Linked DNA regions of Mus musculus: regions 2 and 3 are each linked to region 1. The links are chromatin contacts, called in public ChIA-PET maps. All regions are on one chromosome and are shown on one strand. The core of a region is the stretch at or near the end of the contact, and the rest is flanking DNA. Distances in the headings are between cores, read along the strand shown. Region 1 holds the start of Tmx1 (thioredoxin-related transmembrane protein 1). Region 2 overlaps Pygl (liver glycogen phosphorylase). Region 3 overlaps Trim9 (tripartite motif-containing 9).

Evidence for each region. ChIA-PET counts read pairs in DNA pulled down with a chosen protein or histone mark.
Region 2: an RNA polymerase II ChIA-PET map of effector CD8 T cells shows a contact between it and region 1, with 4 times the contacts expected there. The contact joins the enhancer-like site here to the promoter of Tmx1 in region 1. A contact is called at or near these places in 5 of 39 promoter capture datasets (the 3T3-L1 cell line, embryonic stem cells, hippocampal neurons and 2 more), 2 of 484 Hi-C or Micro-C datasets (cardiomyocytes and erythroblasts), 10 of 115 datasets of contacts at active chromatin or transcription factors (bone marrow-derived macrophages, effector CD8 T cells, embryonic hindbrain and 5 more) and 3 of 9 other capture datasets (adipose tissue, liver and pancreatic islet).
Region 3: a contact with region 1 is called in an RNA polymerase II ChIA-PET map of memory CD8 T cells, with 15 read pairs. The contact joins the enhancer-like site here to the promoter of Tmx1 in region 1. A contact is called at or near these places in 17 of 39 promoter capture datasets (the 3T3-L1 cell line, 3T3-L1-derived adipocytes, the HPC-7 cell line and 12 more), 1 of 484 Hi-C or Micro-C datasets (cortical neurons), 4 of 115 datasets of contacts at active chromatin or transcription factors (T-cell acute lymphoblastic leukemia, embryonic stem cells, large pre-B cells and 1 more) and 3 of 9 other capture datasets (adipose tissue, liver and pancreatic islet).

Annotation. Positions count from the first base shown.
Region 1 is chr12:70,451,649-70,454,855 of GRCm38.p6, reverse strand. Tmx1 (thioredoxin-related transmembrane protein 1) reads right to left here and starts at 1,702. Exons shown (of 8, transcript NM_028339.1): 1 at 1,536-1,702. The coding sequence starts at 1,687.
Region 2 is chr12:70,217,563-70,220,769 of GRCm38.p6, reverse strand. It overlaps Pygl (liver glycogen phosphorylase), which reads left to right. Exons shown (of 20, transcript NM_133198.2): 3 at 1,103-1,181. Among named protein-coding and RNA genes, the nearest start is that of Pygl, 8.5 kb to the left of the region's middle. Within about 2 kb of position 1,434, at least 73 of the 459 cell types and tissues checked have an H3K27ac peak or open chromatin away from gene starts, as enhancers often do. A contact at or near this core is called in bone marrow-derived macrophages, effector CD8 T cells, erythroblasts and 1 more, where this site is marked.
Region 3 is chr12:70,256,533-70,259,739 of GRCm38.p6, reverse strand. All of the region lies in intron 8 of Trim9 (tripartite motif-containing 9), which reads left to right. Among named protein-coding and RNA genes, the nearest start is that of Gm38467, 27 kb to the right of the region's middle. Within about 2 kb of position 1,724, at least 11 of the 459 cell types and tissues checked have an H3K27ac peak or open chromatin away from gene starts, as enhancers often do. A contact at or near this core is called in memory CD8 T cells, where this site is marked.

The DNA.
Region 1 (3,207 bases), core at 453-2,952:
TTAAGAGCTTCTTTAAACTCCCAAATTTTAGCCAAAGATAAAGGGAAGCATGGGACCCTGTCATTTCAGATGGATGTTTTTATCTCAGCATTATGCTACTGTAGGTCCCCTTTATACCCTTTGTGGATATTTACAGTGTGACAAAAGAAAGCTTATAGGTATCTTTCTGTAATATTTGACTATATTTTACATATCATGTCACTCCTGCCTATTCATGACAGTGACTGAAAACTAACAGCACTGGTTAGCGTTCCTCTCCTGAAAACTGACTTCAGTGAACGGCCAACTGTCAGTACACTAAACGTCTTCCCTACTGCAATCTCCTTTTTCTTGTTTCACAACTCAGGTATCATGGACCTCACCCAGGTTCTCTCTTGAGGATGTTCACTTCCACCTCTTCCTTAGTGTACAGCCCTAAACACAATCACAACATAGGCAAACACCAGAATCTTGCTTAAGGGTTGCTAACAACGCTTGCATATATTTACTCTTGAAGCCCAACAAAGCTACTATGACAGCATCTGAACAGGCCAATCGGTAAAGCAGGGGATGGGAGTGGTTATCTACTATAAGGAATTATGTAGAATAATTACCCACCCCAAAACATATGTAAAGATACTGGGTAGTGTCAGTAAACAATGACCATTCAATGGTGGTGCTTTCGCCACATCAATAATGCCGTATCAGGAACACTGTCAATTAACCATTCCACTAATTTATCATCTAAGACAAAGGCCAAAGGTAGTTTATTTCCTACAGCAGCAGGACGGCGGACACTGTTGAAGTAGAATTATCACACAAGATAAGTGATTTTGTTTGAATAGTAAATGATGAACTGGAGTATTTAAAGGGCCTATCAATAATCATACTAATGCATGTGCAATACCATTCGCAGGCCTGTAAATCACAATTCAAGCCATTCTCTAAATTGCAAACGCACCGGTCAAGGAAAAATGAGGTTCATATCAAAAGAAATGAATGTAGGCAAGAAGAAAAAAAAAGAAAATAAAGATTTTAATATATTCCCATTTATTTGGCATTTACAATTTAAAAAAACTAACTCACAAAATAAAAATAAATAAAGAGCTCAAAATTCAGGCATTACAAATACCAATTTCCGAATAAACATAGCAATTTCCGAATGACAGGTTAAAAGCAAGATTTTGTTCAATATCAACTTTTGTAAAAATTTGGAGACTTAAAGTCTGGATGTCTACAAAAGATCACTAAAAGTCTATAGAAACAGCCAAGACCTCCATCGCAACCCAATCCCACCCTCAAATCCGCTAGTCTGTTCCAGAGAATTCGATGTAGCTCGTAATCCTTTAATCGCACCACAGTGCTTAGCAACGACGAGGCTCAGTGCACGCTTAGATAGAAAAGTAATATTCCCGGTTAGGAAATGACCCTGGAGCTGGGGGCGGCAAAGGCTGGGACCTCAAGACCTGGCCGAGGAAGATGGGCTGGTCAGGTGTCCAGCTTGAGGGACGGGGCGGCGGAGGCCACCGCCACCCAGACAAGCGCCCCGCACTCACAATTCTATCATCCACTCTCCTTCCAGCAACGACGTCCAGTTCTCATCGGTGAGGACGCGCACGTTATTCCGCCGTCCGTGGGCCCCAGGGACCGCCCAGAGCAGCAGGACCAGAGCTGCCAGGGGAACCATAAGACGCCCCAAGTGCGCCATGTCAGCCGCTCACCCAGCCTCAGCGCGTTCCCGCTCCACCTCCCCGCCGCAGCTCCACTTCCGCTCTGGCGGCCGCTCCGCTCATGCGCACAAGGAGCCAGCCAGGCGCGCGAGCCCCACCCACTCCCCGCCAGCAACTCAGTGCGCATGTCCGGGCCCTGTTCCTCCTGCGGGAGATGGAGAGGGAAAGCGGGAAATGCGTCTATCTCGGAGCTCACGACTGAAGAGGCGCTTGCCGGCTGTGGTCCCTCGAAAAGCCCTAGAAGGGGCGGTAGGCGGAGGGATCAGGGTGATGCTCTAGAGATGAGTGACCCTGTCGTGCCCACCAGTGCCTAGTAAGGTCACTATGACAGTTTTCTCAGGAACTTTCCCCTTTCAAAATATCACCAGTTAGACGAATGTAGGAGGAGGTCACCAGCCCCTTTACCCTGGCCCTAGGCAAACAGGCATCTACTTTTTGTCCTGGCTACTTTACTAATTGAATCTTGTGTTGTCCCTGTTGACTGACTTATTTTAACTCTTTAAGCATGAGTCCCCGAATTTCCTCTAACACATTCGTAATGAGGCTTTGTCACCCCCTGGCTCTCCGAGGTAGTTTTTATTGCCTGTTCTTTGCTTTCCTGTATATGGGTTATATTTTCCTGTCTTTGCACAACTCAAAAATCTCTTCTTGGAAACTAGGGTTTTAGGGTCTGTAATTCTAGATGTTGATTCCCCTTGTGGCTCTCCATCTTCTGTTCCTCTTGTTGTTTGATTGTTTAGTGAGTTGGCAAGGCAATTCTAGTGAAGTCTGTTTCTCAGAGATTACAGCCCTGGGTGGGTCATCTGGGCGATAGTGGTTTTAGCAGGGCTCATTCCATATCACTTTTTGGGATGTGTTTGCCTCACTTATTTCCAGCTGTAATATTACATGAAGTGCTCACCGATAACTTGTTTTTGTTTTGTTTTAATTCTCAGAGCATACATTGTTCCACAGCCTAATACATTTTGGCAGATGGTTTTGAGGTCAGTGGTTGAAATTTATTTTAAGCCCAGGATGATTCTTCACTGTCTCTTTTCTTAGGTCTCTCTGGTGAACTAAGTGGCTTATGCACTGGCATCTTGTTCTTACTTAAGGAAAACTTTTTTTATTTTTTTGGAGTGACTTTAGGCCTGACCGTTTCTCCATACTCTTATTTAATAAAGTCATTTCTTTGGGGAGAGTTCAGAACTGACTCTCCTGGGCACAAGCAGCCTCAGTCATTATTCTAGGTGCAGTGTAGACCAGCAGGATCTACTTTTCTGGACTTCTAGTGGTGTATAGTCTTTATCACTTGAACAAAAAGGTTGAGGGGGTGTCTGGAGATTTCTCAGTCTGCTGTACCCAGCGCTTTCACTGTGCATGTCATGTCCTTGTGACCTGCACTTGGAAGGGATTAAGATGCCAGTGACCTTCCCTTCCTGATGAGATGCTCTGTCTCTAGGTTGGGAACGGAGAGGAGATGGAGCCCCGTGTTCATGGTCACACCCATCTACAGTAG
Region 2 (3,207 bases), core at 185-2,684, 230 kb after region 1:
TTCTGTCCCCATTCAGTGAGCCTCCTGCTGGTGCCAAGCATCAGGGCTCACAGGCATGGATCACTACCTGGTTTGGGGTTATCAGCTTTTGACTCTACTAGAGACAACACACTGGATTTGCGAAGATGAACTCAAATCTGTCCTGAGAAGTCTGACCTTGCACCTTCTGACCATCTTGCCACTCAGTCTAGTTACCGTCAGCTTGAAACTGCACTGTTTCTAAAGTTTTAATCTCATGATATACTTTTAATTTAAGAGTCACACTGTGTGTGTGTGTGTGTGTGTGTGTGTGTGTGTGTGTGTGTGTTTGCATGTATAGCATGAACACATTAGTGCTGAAACACATCAGCACACATGTGGAGATCAGAGGGACAATACATGAGAGCCTATTCTCTATTTCTGTCATGTTTGTCTTGGGAATTAAACTAGGTCATCAGGTTTAACAGAAAGTTCACTTACCGAGAGTCACCTCGATGACCCCATACTTTTTTTTTAAGATTAAATAATAGCTAACATAGGACTCTGCCCAAAACTAATGCTGTTGCTTTGTTCATATAATCTCATTTGACTCACAACCCTAAATTAAGTAGGTATTTTCAGCCTCCACATTATTTTAAAAGATTTATTTATTATTATAAATAAGTACACTGTAGCTGTCTAGGGTGTCAGAGCTCATTAAAGATGGCTGTGAGCCACCATGTGGTTGCAAGCCACCATGTGGTTGCTAGGATTTGAACTCAGGACCTTCAGAAAAGTGGTCAGTGCTCTTACCCGCTGAGCCATCTCACCAGCCCCAGCCTCCACGTTTTTACAAGGGAGGTTTAGCAACCTGACTAAGGGTCAGTGTCAAGGAAGTGGCATGGTCCATAATGGACCCCAAAGACTCGTGCTTCTCTGTGCCTGGCTATTCCATCTTGTACCACTGGCACCAATGATTGCTAGCTTCTGCAATTTATATGCAATGCCAGAACCGCTTCAGGGGAACCAAGGCCAAATCAAGCACAGAGATGACCCTGGTAGCTGGCCAGTGCCTCAGTAAGTGGAATTGTCTCTGGAACAGCCTGAGTGCGTATCCACATCCAGTATTGTCCTCTCTCCTCAGCTTGGATTGGACATGGAAGAGTTAGAAGAAATTGAAGAAGATGCCGGCCTTGGCAATGGCGGTCTTGGGAGGCTTGCTGGTAAGCGACAGCGGGAGCAGGTTACTTTGTCTGGGTGATCTATGCCCTTTTGGGTGCCATACACAACCGTGCTTAGAAGAGCCAAGTGGCTTTCTTAGAAGAAGGAGAAAGCATGTCCCTACTGTAGACGCATTTGCTCTTGACTTTGCCCTGTGGTCTGATCACAGGCCACATAGAAAAGAGGTGTTGCTCAAAGCCTTTTCAGACATTGCTTAAAACCCCAAAGCTAGCCATTTCCTTCCTGTTCACTTAAGGGTTTCCACAGCCACCCGTTTACATCACTGCTGTTTGTTTATGGCTGGTCGACTCCCATAAGCCCTACTCTTACCTTGCAGGCTTCAGTTTGATATTGTGGTTGACTGGCAGGCAGTGATGTCATTAATATACCTCTTCACATTCAGACAAACTGAGTTCTTGGCTTTACTTGAATAATGGCTTTCCAGCGAACAGAGAAGAAAGTACTTAAAGTATAATACTAGCTCTACATGCTGTGACAAGTCACCCAGCAAGAGCAGTTTAAGGAAGGAAGGCTCTGTTGTTGCTCAGAGTTCCAAGGCACAGTGTGGAAATCATGGTAGCGGGAGCTGGTCATGTGCATCGACAGCCAGGAAGCAGAGGAGAGTAGATGATCAACCAGCTTTCAATGTTTACACAGTTGAGGGCCCCAGACCATGAGGTGGTACCCTCCACATTCAGGGTGATTTTTCCACCTCCATTAACTCAAAGAATCCCACACAGGCATCCCCAGAGATGCGTCTCCTGAGCTCTTCTGGATCCTGTCAAGTTGACCTGATTATTAAACATTCTAACCTATAACCAAGCATCTCCAGTGCTCAGGAGAGTTTCTCCAAAGCAAACACCCAATGCAGCGTGTGCGCAAGACGACAGGAGAAACCACAGGAACGCCATGTCACGGTGCCGTTTCTAAAACCCCATTAAAAGCAGCCTAACCTTAAAGAAGGATGCTGAAATAGACAGACTTGCTGTGTGGATCACCAAGCTCAAAACAAACCCAATAAAACCCATGCAACGCGATGCTATTTATATTCTTAGAAAAGGTGAATTTTCTACGAGTTATGTATATAGGGAGACACAGGGGAGAGTATGGATTGAGTATAATACTAAATTAGAGTTTAATACTAAATTAGAGTTTAAGTGTTAAGTGATCCTGGTGGCTCCTAAAGAGGAGCAGTAGGATTAAAGGGAGCCATCAAAGGGGATGCTTATATATATATATATATATATATATATATATATATATATATATATATATAAGCATTGCTCTCAAGTTACTAGAAAGTCACTTACATCTGTTTCATTTCATCAAAGCCTTTCTACATCGGCGGCTGTGTGCTTTAGTGCCCCTATTAGTAGTAAGGTATGTAAGTTCTTCAGGTAGGCTGTTCGCCATCGTCCCATGACGCGCTCTTCTGAGGATTTCCCAGGCTTCCCTGGGCTATCGAGAGGATGGCAGCATTGGTGGAAAGCCTACCTAAGAACAAGAATTGATCTTCTTTGCTCTTCTGTGAAACCCAGACTCTTCAGTATTGGCTAGCAGTGTTCACTCTGCTCTGGACCTGGCGTTCATGACCTTGCTCCTTTGCTGTTTCTTGGGGAAGGCCAGAAAATAGAGTGGCAGGCGAGGCTGGGTAATTCTCAGATGACCTAGCCTCCTGCTTGACTATGGAAGTTGGAATTCCATCTTCTCAGGCTCTAAGGACCAACTTGTCAGGACCAAGGGAATGCCAAAAGAGACAAAGGTCAGATGAAGCAGGGAGTGCTCATGTTAGGCTCCAGGCTCGGCCCTTTGTGTTCGTGGCTCTGTGTTAGACCATGAACCCACCCCAGGCTCTCTAATTTTTGAATGATAGCTCTCTAATTCTTTCTAGCTGGAATTCCACCTCAAATTCCTAAGGGGATAGTCAGATTAATACACCCCTTTGGATTATATCCAAGCACTAGATAGATACCTTCTCTGCCTGCTGATTGGTCCTTCTAGCTCAGATTCTCTGTCATTGGATAACGG
Region 3 (3,207 bases), core at 475-2,974, 200 kb after region 1:
GCCTGCTTGGTCGTTTGAGCAAACAGCCTTCTTCTCCATGGTCCTCCTTGTCTGTTTTTAAATCTTCCCGAGGAGCAGAGAACATTCCACCGCTGGCTTGCACTGCAGCAGAGCTCAGCCTTCTGAGGCTCCTGCAGCCCTCTGTGGCAGCTCTTGTTTGCTGTGCTCTGAAAACACACTTCTCCTCCATAGATTATGGCCCAATGGCTGCTCAGTTCCAAAACTGTGCCTGCCATACAGGACACAGAGAAAGATGAATTAGTGAGCCGTGTTGCATAAGAAGCTTCACTCTTTCCCTTTGAGTCCCCAAAATAGTACATTAAAGCTTGCCATGTATCAGGCTGGAGAGGTGGCCTGGTGCTTAAAAGCACTTGCTGCCCTTGCAGAGGACCCTAGTTCAGTTCTGAGAACCCATTTTAGGCTGCTCACAATGACCTGTAACTCTGGTTTCATGGGGTCCAAATGCCCTTTTCTAGCCTCTGTGGGCATTTTCACATGTTGTATACAACAATACACACAAACACTTTTTAAAAATGGAATAATTTACCTGTACAAATTATTCTACATCATCTAATACTTAATGCTTAAGTTTTCAAATAATAAAAAGTCATGTTAGAATAGAAACACTGTCCCCAGAAGTATAAAACTTATTAATAATAATTGACACATTTTCTCTTGATTATTTTCTTATAGTCAGTTCCCCTGCCGGCTTCATGCCTCTCAACTACTAAATTCTTATGCACTCTGTAGCACATGATATTTGTTCATTAAATGTCAAACAATGAAAAAATAAAAGAGATAAATACAAATAGGGCATAGCACCAGGATCCTTCCTTCTCGATCCCAGGAGTCAGAGAAGAGCTTACGTGGTCCCCAGTAGATCTTTGGTTTGGTAGATCTTAATTGTTTCCTTAGAGCAGAGCCCCCTACCATCAGCTGAGTCTCCAATCTAGAACCCAGTGGGAAGGGAAAGAAGCGCAGGGAAGAATAAGAGGAAACTATCAGTCCTGACAGCGGATGGACAGTTCGAGGGACACATTTGCGTTGGAATGCAGTTCTCATCCTGGACTTACCAATCTGAGTAGGACTAAGGAGATGACTCAGTCAGTAAAGTGCTTACCCTATAAGTACCTGATTCGATCCTGAACCCAAGTTTAAAGAGGAAAGGGGAAAAAAAAAAAAGCTTGGTGACAGTGCATGAAATACCAGCACTGGGGAGAGAGGCAGGACAAGTAGAACTCTCTCGGGCTGGCTAGAGTAGCCTAATGGACAGCAAACTCCAAGTGAATGAAAGACCTTGTTTCAAAAATGCAAGGTCAATAGTGCCTGGGTGCCTGAGGAATATCTGTAGTTGTCCTCCGGCCTGTGCACATGCACACACAGAAACACACACATACACTGCCTCCCCCAAGTGAGTGCAATCTCCGCCTGCCACCATGTGGACAGCTTTCTGCAGGTCTTTCCCACTAAACTGCTCTTATTCCATCAAGTTCAGCCAGGCAGGACAACAGGTGCCCATGATGAGGCAGTAGCAATGTCCTAGGATGCCCCCTGTCTTTCTCTAGTGGTTGTCCGATAAAGATGGCAATCATTACCACAAACGTTAGCTTCCTATCCTGTGTCCCAGAAATCACAACCAAGAGCCTCACTCTTCCTTGTCTTGTCGATAGTTAACAGCCGAGGAGCCTTCTCTGATGGCCAATGGTTGAGATCAATCGTTGTGTCTGAGAGAGAAGGTGAGGAAGTGGGCTCTGCTTCCTTCCTGCACTCCACAGTATAAACACAGAATGCACACTGCGGTCGTTGTATTTGTGTTCGATGTGAATTAAAGATGCTTTGGCTAAGCCAGGAGATGATAATACTGTTCTCAGTCTCAACATGAACTTGTCCAGAGGAGCAGGACCAGAAAGACGATCCATATGCTAAAATGTGGTTATGAATATCTATCTAGCTCAGAGTTGGAACAATTTAATGGGGTTTGATGACTGACATCAAATGCTTGCAAGACTAGTGGTCTGTTTCAGTTGGCCCTCGGTAGTACCTGGTGAGAGGAACCCAAAATAAGTTATACCCACGCCATAAAATCAATAACTCCAAACACAAGGTGCTGGCTGGAGACTGGTCCTCCAGGGGACTTCAGAGGGAGCTTGATGGCTCCGCCTCAGACATTTCTAAGTATCTAAGCACCAAGACTACTACAGTGTAAAATCATGATTAAACAGTCTAAATGTCCTGTAGACGACTGACCAAACACACCGAGGGCCCCTGGGAGAGTCCTGGAGGGAGGATCGCCTGTTAGTCTGATTGGAATTGGGTGGAAATTGTCTTTTCTCCCTCCCCTAATTTGTTTGGAAAGTTCTCATAGCAAGGTAGGCTTGATTTTGTATGGTTTGTTTTGCTTCATTTTGCTTGGGAAGAAATGGGGTGAGATCCCATCGGGTTGGGCATGAAAGGTCACAGGTCAGACACAGAGATGGAAGAGTAGAGGGCGAGTTCAAGAGTTAAAAAAAAATGGTGTATGGGTAGGCAATCAATCAATCCACATAAAACTAGGGGGGAAAAAACCTGTATCACTGCCCAATTACTAATCCCAGGAATATTCATGGCTATACTCAGCCTCACCTAAAAATAGAAAGGGCGAGTGCTCCTCAGATAGGTTTTGATCTGATCCTCAAATTATGGGTATAGAGCTCATCCTTCCATGGGTGTTCAGATCACTGTTTGGAGATTCTATGCATCCCAAACATCACCTTTCCTTAATGTTTAAGGCATGATGTAACTGCTATGCAATGCCTTGATTGTCCCATCTGGTGAGAGAGACCTTTTGAAGCAAACTCTTGTGAATTGAAAATAGTTTTCTGACATAAATACAGTGGCAAATGTCTTCTCAAACTCAAAAGAGCTTGTGTCTGCTGACGCTCTGTGGTTATGTTTCAAGTCTTTTCATTAAGCTAAGAGGTTAGTTTCCTTTTAAGTAAGTAATGTGGGGGGCCAATGAGACAGCTCAGCTGATATAGGGTCCTCCCACCAACTGTAACAATCTGAGTTCAGTCCCTAGAATTGGCAGGATAGTCCCTAATATCCATACATGTGTGCACTTGCACACACACAAGTAAATAGATGTGAAGAATAATATTTTTTAATTTACTGTATCTGAGCAAAGAAATGACCATAAATGCCACATCACCCAAACTATATAAAGTTTAA